Linked DNA regions of Hordeum vulgare: all the other regions are linked to region 1. The links are chromatin contacts, called in public Hi-C maps. All regions are on one chromosome and are shown on one strand. Each heading gives the region's core, a stretch centred on a gene start, on an enhancer-like site or on the middle of the called end of the contact. The rest is flanking DNA. Distances are from core to core; before and after follow the strand shown.

Region 1 (2,700 bases), core at 22-2,521:
ATTTCTAGAGAACAGTGGCTATTGGAGCGAGAAGTGTTTATAGTGCTCGATAAACTCGGTCAGTACAGAGTTTGCTATTTAACATTGATGCACATGCAACAAATCCTAAATTAGGACTCGGCTGCTTTCCTCCAATCCGTCTTTTTTTCTAGGATCAAGGACTTCATGCGAAAAGCCATACAGAAATTGGCCTCTCTTGTACCAACTACCAACTGGGACTACTACAAGAATTGTAGAACGGTACTAGTAGATAACTACAGTACTGAGTAGTATTGAAAATATGAAGTGCGTATTACCAGAGGATCGCCGCCTTTCAACCGCACCACATTGGCACCAGCCTCGGCAAAGCTCAGGAGCAACTCATGAATTTCTTCCTGCATTACATTAGAAAGCCGAAAAACTTAGAAAGTGCAGACATATCATTGGAGTTTCAAACTAGAGTACATATAAACCTCAAAGCACCTGATTTTAAATACTAGGAACACGGAATGAATGATCCTTGTGACTGACCTGAGTGCGACTGTGGTATCCAGCCGTCTTGCCGACGTAGAGTAGCCTGGCGCCCTCCGCGACCAAATCGAGCACCTCGTTGGACACGAGGCGATCGTACAGCACTAGGTCCGCTGCCTCGATGGCCCGAACCGCCTTGAGCGTCAGGAGCTCCGGGTCCCCGGGCCCCGTCCCCACCAGCGCCACCCTCCCGGGCCCACCGCCGCCGTCCTTCCCCTCCAGCCCTTTCCCTCTGGACGCCCTGAGAGCCTTCAGAAGCCTCCGCAGCTCCGGGAGCTGCAGAGCGATCTCGTCGTCCCGGCGTCCCGAGGCCGCAGCAGCAGCGGCGGCGGCGGCGGACGAGGGAGAGGAGGAGTCTTGGGCAGTGTAGGACCAGGCGTCGCGGCGGTATCTCGAGGAGGACGTGGCCTCGGTGAACGGCGACGCGGCGGCGCAGATGGCGGCGGCGGAGGAGGAATGCCTCGCGGTGCTGGCGAAAGCGGTGGAGGTCGCGGGAATGGAGGCGGGAAGCGGCTGAAAGCGGGGCGCTCGAAGGGCGAGAGCCATGGCGTCGCAAGGGGTGTGGACCGTGGATTTAGGCAGGGGGTGGTGTTTTATACGGGAGAGAGGTGAGGTGAGGACCGGAGCAGGAGCCGGAGAGCCGGAGGCGGGTGGTTCGTTGTGGTGGTGTGGTTTTGGATGGGCGAAGGGGTGGAGGGCGGAGGGCGGAGGGGATCGGAGTCCAGAGGAAGGAGGGAGGAGGTGGCCCTTCCTTTTTTGATTAGAAAAGTGCGGCCTTGCGAGTGTGGAAGGGCCAGGTTCAATGAACCGCCGCGGGCAGACAACAGGGTTCAGGAGGTAGCCAACTGAGAGTGCCCCTTCGGCGCACTTTTTGGTGCGCCGCCGGCGGCCTTCACGATGGTGTCATGCAGTGTGTCACCGGCGCGCGCATATATACCCAAACCTTTTCTTTTAGATGATATATACCCAAACCTCTGCTGATGGTGGTGAAGGAATCTGCTCAGTGTCTCCGAAATATGAACGTGGCTGGCGGGTGCCAGAGCTTGTTGGTGGGATTGAACGCGCTTCTTAATATGGAAGGAGCAGTTGTTTTAGGTATTCCCTCCGATCACGTTTAGAAGGCATGTTTAAAAATTCTCTAAAACCTAAATGATCATTGATTGGTTGTGTCACAACAAATTAAAAATAGCATTCACACTACATATACATATAGAAGTAGTACAACGGAGTACTAATTAGCTGTTAGAAGTAAATGCAATACGCCATAAATCTTGTCTATTGTGAAAATGCACGTAAATTTAACTATGCCTTCTAAACTGTGATGGAGGAAGTAGTTCATAAAAAATAACCGTATTTCCAGTTGCACTTATTTAAGGGTTCAAAAAATTAAAAATTTGTAACTTTTGATTTAGAATTCAGTTCTATTTTCATAACTGGGTTTCTCGTGGCGAGTTTTTCAAAACTAAATTTCATATAATAGGTTTCGTTGAAAAAAATTGAGGCAACTTTGGATATGATGGAGGCACCTTTAGGCCTTGTACAATGCAAGGTGCTTAGGGAAGGTGCTTAGAGAAATAAACCAGACTTTTCTTAAGCATTGGTGCTTATTTATACAAGTTAGACACTTAATTAGGCACCTCTCCTCTAGAAATAAGCATCGGTGCTTAAGAAAAGCCTGGTTTATTTCTTTAAGCACCTTGCATTGTACAAGGCCTTAGTGTAAATATTTGAGGCACCTTTAGTGCTACATATAAGCATGAGGCACCTTTAGTGTTACATATAAGCAACTTCATTGCATTATGTGTATCAATGAATTTTGCTAACATTATCACGACTTGCGTACCATGGTAGCTCAGTTGCCTATCGTGGATGTTCAGTTGCCTATCATTAATGTCCAGTTGCCTACAATACTATGAAATTACCATTGATGTCGAGTAAGCTGCTATTGGTAATTAGTTGCTTACCATAAATGCTCAGTTGTCTAACTTTGCAAATTAGTTGCCTAAAATATTATGAAGTTGATTATCATTGTTTTTCTCTAAGTTGCCTAAAAACACTATGAAGCTGCTTATCGGTGATGCCCAGTTAACTGTTATTACTGTTCCAGTTGCCTACAATACACTGAAAAGTTCCCTCTAAATGTTGGTAAGCTACCTATATACGAAAGTAAGTTGCTTACTACACCAAAAA
Region 2 (2,700 bases), core at 153-2,652, 590 kb after region 1:
CACGTTGGTTGGCATTCCTGAAAAGGGGGAGAAAAAAAGATGGCAGTACGTTGGTTGTCCACCACGTTGTTTAGCCAGGTGGAGGCCAACGACCGATCGATCGAAAGTGAGTCGCAAGCTAAGAACCAAAATCAAAAGGGAGAAAACAAAAGTGTGGTAGATGAAAGGGAAGCAAACCAGGGGATACGATTCTATCATGTAATTCGAAAGGTTTATTAGAATCATATCTCACCATTTTATGATTATTTGCTAAAGTATGCGTACATATATTATTTGCAAAGTTGCTCACCGGTGACTATAAAAAGTCTAAACTTCCATTTATTCTGAAAATAAGGGAATGTTTGTACCATAAATTTTTTGGCGTTCACTAGTGAACGTAACCATAATCTAGTGCCGCTTTAAATTTTATGTTTCAAGATACCTTCTCTAAATTACAACAAATATTACTTATTTTGAATTATCAGCGTGCATGTATTCCTTTCATATGAATTGCAGCAGAGAAGAGCGACTCGAGTCCGTTTCACCTTTCCGGTCCTAAAAACCCGTTCACACATTACTTCGCCATGCCACAACCTTTGAGTTGAGGAGAGTAATCAATTACTCCTAAACATTCGATCGCGAACTCCATGTTTGTCCACGATAGAAAATTTGGATGTCCTTTTCTTCTAGATAGGAAGCATTACATACAATTTATAGTATGCAATAAATGTCATGATATCGAATCCTGAAATAACGCAAAAGGATAATAACATTAAATCAGGGGAGTGAGAATTACAAATTAATCTAAAAATAGATTAAAGTCATACCAGATGGTCAGAGAATCGAGTATAAACAACTATCCCCTCTGTTCGGAATTGTTGAGCACTATAGTATTTCGGTCCAAAATTTGACCATGTGTAAAACTAGCAAGATGTAAATTATGCGATACAAAAAGGTATATTGCTAATTTTTTATTTGGAAGAGGTTTCTCGTAGTATAATTTGGGTGACATATAATTTGCATTTTATTTGTTAATTTATTTTACCAAACTTTAGTCTAAAACACGAGAGGTCCTTAAAACCCGGGACAGAGATACTACCAATTACATTACGCTAAAATAAAATACAAAAAGGGATTTGACATTTGGGAAGCCACATTTTCCCGTTGTCACTGACCTCTCACCGGTAATCCACCGTATACAAGCGGCATTAACTAAATTAAATATAAAAATGGGTGAGACGAGGCGAAGGAAGGAGGAGCAAAGCTGAAGCGAGAAATGGGGTTCCAACCCCCACGCGACCCACGACAGGCGGCCAACCGGGGAAGGGGAAGGGGAAGAAGGGCAATCTCGTCCGTCCGCGCACGGAAATCAAAACAGGATTCCTTTCATTTCATTTCATGGCAACAAAAACAAGCCAAACACACTGCCTGCCTCCTCTCTCTCTCTCTCTCTCTCTCCACCCGTCCTCCTCTCTCCCTCTATCTCTCTTATTCCCCTCCCGGAGCCCGAGCGCAGACCAGGAGAGGAGGAGGAGGAACAGGAGAGAGAGGGAGAGAGCGCGCGCGGGAGCCCTAGCCCTGCCCCCAGCGCCCCGTCGCTAGGGTTAGGGTCTCCCCCCCAGTTTCCCGCCCTCCCTTCGTCGCCTCGTCTCGTCTCACGATCCGCCCGCCGGCGTCCTGCCGCGTCTGCGCTTTTCGGCCTCGCCTGCCCGGCGCCAGCAAATGCCGTGTGTCTGACCGTAGTGACTCGGAGGCGGCCCTATTGCTGTTGTTCCCGCCCGTACGGCACGGCGGAGCTGAGGAGGTTCGGGGCGAGATCCGGTGAGCGCCGAGATGCAGCAGGACCAGCGCAAGAAGGTGGGCTCCTTCCCAGAGATCCCTAGCATTTCTGTGTGCGTGAATTCCGCCCCAGTCCAGCTGATCGATGCAGCTGAGCTGCTCCTGCGCTTCCTTTCCCTCGCTTTCTTTTATTTATTTATTACGTACTACTATTATTTCGAGGGAATGCTTTTGCCTTGGTTGTTTTCGGGTCTCTGTCCGTTCAAGCCCTTCGTTTTCCCTCTCTGTTCGGCACGATTTCTTGTTTCTGTGCTGGGCATCGCTCCGATAGATTTGGCGTTCCGCCGTATCACTATTCTCATTCCGGTGCCGGGCCAATTCGGATGTTTGAATTTAGTTTTATTCCCACAAGGGTAGGTATTTTCCCTCTGTAACCCGAGTCTCTACTATGATCATGTCGGTCCTTCTCGCTTTCATCTTCTTGTCCCGTCGCATCGCCATTGCCTTGTGCGCAGTCTTCCTTCTATATTTGGGAAAAAAAGGTGTGATTTGGCGCTCCTTTACTGCGTATAACAGCTCCCAGTTCACATGCAAAAGTTGACCGCGTTCTGTGACCTCGAGACGCTGCCCGCGGAAACACATTGCGGCTGTTGCTTTTCCTTGTCGGTGGGCAAAGCTGTTGGCTTTTCTTGTGGGGGTTCTCTTCTCCCGATCCGTGCACGACCAATTGACTCACAAGTGGTGCGTGCGTGTCACGATTTCAGTTTCGCAATCAAGATCTTGCTCCTCAAGAAAATTTCTTGATCTATCTGCACAGCAGTTGAATTTGGCATCTATTCCTTAATACTGGTTGTAGCTTCCCAATGATTAGTTATTTTACATGTCGTCCATTAAAAGTATCTGGAGATCTGCCATCATTTTTGCGACCCACCACCTACCGTG
Region 3 (2,700 bases), core at 70-2,569, 850 kb before region 1:
TTTAGATGTTGGCATAGTAATTGTAACTTTGTAAGGGCCAAAATGACCACTCCCTGTTTTTTGCTTGTTTTAAGGTTGTTCACCACATATACACCATGTGCAGGTGACCATGTGGTCACTCCTTTTTAATCTATTTTCCTAGGTGCAAATCCAACAAAACTGCAGGGGCACCATGTTGGCTTGTAGTAGCATGCAAGACAATGCAAAACGGGATACTCTGAACGTTGGAAATGAAGAAGTCATCACCTGGGAACGTTGGGACTACTCTGAACATGATACTCTGAACGTTGGGACTAGGTAGCAGTAGGTACGTAGTGGTGATGAACTTAAGACAATCGTACGTACACTAGTACTATATTTATAGTAATAATAAAGAGAAAAAGCGCGAACGAGTGCACCTTGCAGTAGGGAGCGCAGAGGTGGTCGGAGCTCCCGACGACGGCAACGTCGGCCATGTTGCCGTCCGCTTCCAACGCCTCCCTCAGTGCCTTGTGCCTCAAGCCCATGTTGTCTGGTCCTGTCCCGCACAGCAGCCCGGTGAAATACCACACGCGCCCTACCTCAACCATCTCAAGCTCGCACCCGACGACCACGTTCGCGGCCATGTACTCTTTGAGGAACCACTCCGCCATCACCCTCGGCGCGCTCGTCAGCGCCACCTTCCTCTTCGCCGGCAGCCAGAGGTGGTCGTACACCTGCGCGTGGAGCCCCTCCATGTAGAACTTTGGCAGGATGGTGCGGGCCACGAGGTCGGCGTCCCGTGGCCTGAGCCCAACGAAGGTGACGAACGTCATGACCCGGACGCCGGCGTCGGAGTGCTCGCCGAGCATGCACACGAGGGGAAAGAAGCAGAGCAGCACCAGCGCCCGGAGCAGGCTGCCGCCCTCGAAGGCGACGAGCATGAAGTAGGGGAAGATGCCGGCGGACCTCAGGAGCCCACCGTGGAAGTCGCACACCACCGTCCCATCAGCAGCGGACGGCATGGCGCGCTCGGAGCTGGAGACGGCTTGAGTGGATGGCTTGGTGTTGGTGGTGGAGTTACGGTAGTACTGGAAGGCATTGCTGCGGAGCTTCCTGGCCGCGCGGTACAAGTTGATGAGCCAGTGGACGGCTATCTTGGGCAGAATGGCGGGGAAGACCATCTCCTGCTTCCTATGCCCGTACGGACACTTTATCTGTGCAAGCTTGACCAACCTGCCTTTCTGCTGGTCTTGCTGGTAGAAATGGCCTAGCCAAGTGCTTGGGATAGGAGAGACGATGAAGGTGGATGGTGCCAGTCGCACTGCTCTAGTGCGTGTTTGCAGGAGATTGATCGGTAACGGGATATATATGGGGATGAGAGGAAGGGGGAGAGAATTAAGGTGGTAGGTGGGAGAAATTAGGAGGCTGACCTATAGGAACATCATTCAAAGGTCCAAATCCGACAAACGTCCGCCAGGGTAAACAATACTACGGTCAGAAAGTGAATAGGAGTATCATTCCCAATAGGTCAACCAGTATGCGCCATATGGCATAGCAGGTTGGACGCCCTTAATTTGGCCAAACTAAATGATGAACAACAAACAAATTCTATAATATCTTTATTCAATGCCTGGAAGTATCATGTATAGTTTGTCCCAAAAATGCTTATATAAGATAACTTTTTTTAACACACGATTTATTGCTGTACCGAATATGCTTTTCATCCCAAAATATAGTGAATATTAGTTATTTTTAAGTCAAACTTCATAAATTTTGAACAAAATAATAGAATTTATCAACATCAAGAATATCAAATCGATGCAATTAGACTCACCATGAAATGTATTCCCATATGGTATATATTTGATATTGAAGATATAGGCAACATCCTCTATGAACTTGGTCCAAATTTGTGAAGCCCGACTTTCGTGAAAATCAATGTGCACTATATCATGGGACAGTGGGACTACAAACTAATGGTTAACATTATTTTCACACAATCATGTTAATTTCCCAACCTCATCTATTTTGGACTTAAGGAGTACAATATAAAATAAATAAATGGATACATTCAGTAACTCTTCAATTTAGAACAGTAAAACTGAATCACTTTCTAGCCTTCACACACCCTATGTGATTATGATGAATTTGAACTTGGGTATGTACAGAAATACTTGAATTGAATCATGAAAAATAAATTATAAGTTGAAATCTATATATCCAGGATGAAAATCCGTAGCTTAATATTTTATCCTAGTTGCCCTCTTAGTCCCCTTTTCAGGTTAGCATGGTGAAACTGCGTTGAGTTGTATATGGTTTTTTCGCTATTTGCATCAACATGAAGCAGAGATGATGGGTTTTGTCCTCCTCTCTGACAAAAGATGTATACTTTTGTGGGTAAGATTATTCCCATACATTGTTCGACATACAGGTCACAAATTCATACATACTTCTTATATAGAACCTAAGGGCATCTTTAAGACGGTCCCGCAAACTGTCCGCATCCCTTCAAACCATGGGGCGGTCCAGACGTGTTTTCTTCCAAAAATTGGAGACAAACGTGGGAGGAGCTTTGCGGGAGTCCAGACATCCGAAACGTAGGACTCCAACACCCCGGCCCACCCGACCCCTGCCCCCTTCCGTCCCCATTTCCTTCCATTTCGCCCCTTCTTTCCCTTGCTTTGCATCCGCACTCTCCACCTCCGCCGTCGTTGTTGTGCCTTTTCGGCCGCCATAGAG

What was found. A called contact is a pair of places that touch in the nucleus more often than the background predicts.
Region 2: a contact with region 1 is called in a Hi-C map of seedling, with 5 times the contacts expected there. The contact joins the promoter of LOC123443926 here to the promoter of LOC123443927 in region 1. A contact is called at or near these places in 3 of 6 Hi-C or Micro-C datasets (leaf and seedling) and 1 of 1 datasets of contacts at active chromatin or transcription factors (embryo).
Region 3: a contact with region 1 is called in a Hi-C map of leaf, with 6 times the contacts expected there. The contact joins the promoter of LOC123443928 here to the promoter of LOC123443927 in region 1. A contact is called at or near these places in 3 of 6 Hi-C or Micro-C datasets (leaf and seedling).

The regions. Positions count from the first base shown.
Region 1 is chr3H:384,664,452-384,667,151 of MorexV3_pseudomolecules_assembly, reverse strand. It overlaps LOC123443927 (S-adenosyl-L-methionine-dependent uroporphyrinogen III methyltransferase, chloroplastic), which reads right to left and starts at 1,271. Exons shown (of 6, transcript XM_045120490.1): 1 at 511-1,271; 2 at 297-374. The coding sequence starts at 1,056.
Region 2 is chr3H:384,073,129-384,075,828 of MorexV3_pseudomolecules_assembly, reverse strand. It overlaps LOC123443926 (mitogen-activated protein kinase 10), which reads left to right and starts at 1,402. Exons shown (of 10, transcript XM_045120489.1): 1 at 1,402-1,836. The coding sequence starts at 1,813.
Region 3 is chr3H:385,510,800-385,513,499 of MorexV3_pseudomolecules_assembly, reverse strand. It overlaps LOC123443928 (glycerol-3-phosphate acyltransferase 1), which reads right to left and starts at 1,319. Exons shown (of 2, transcript XM_045120492.1): 1 at 399-1,319. The coding sequence starts at 1,142.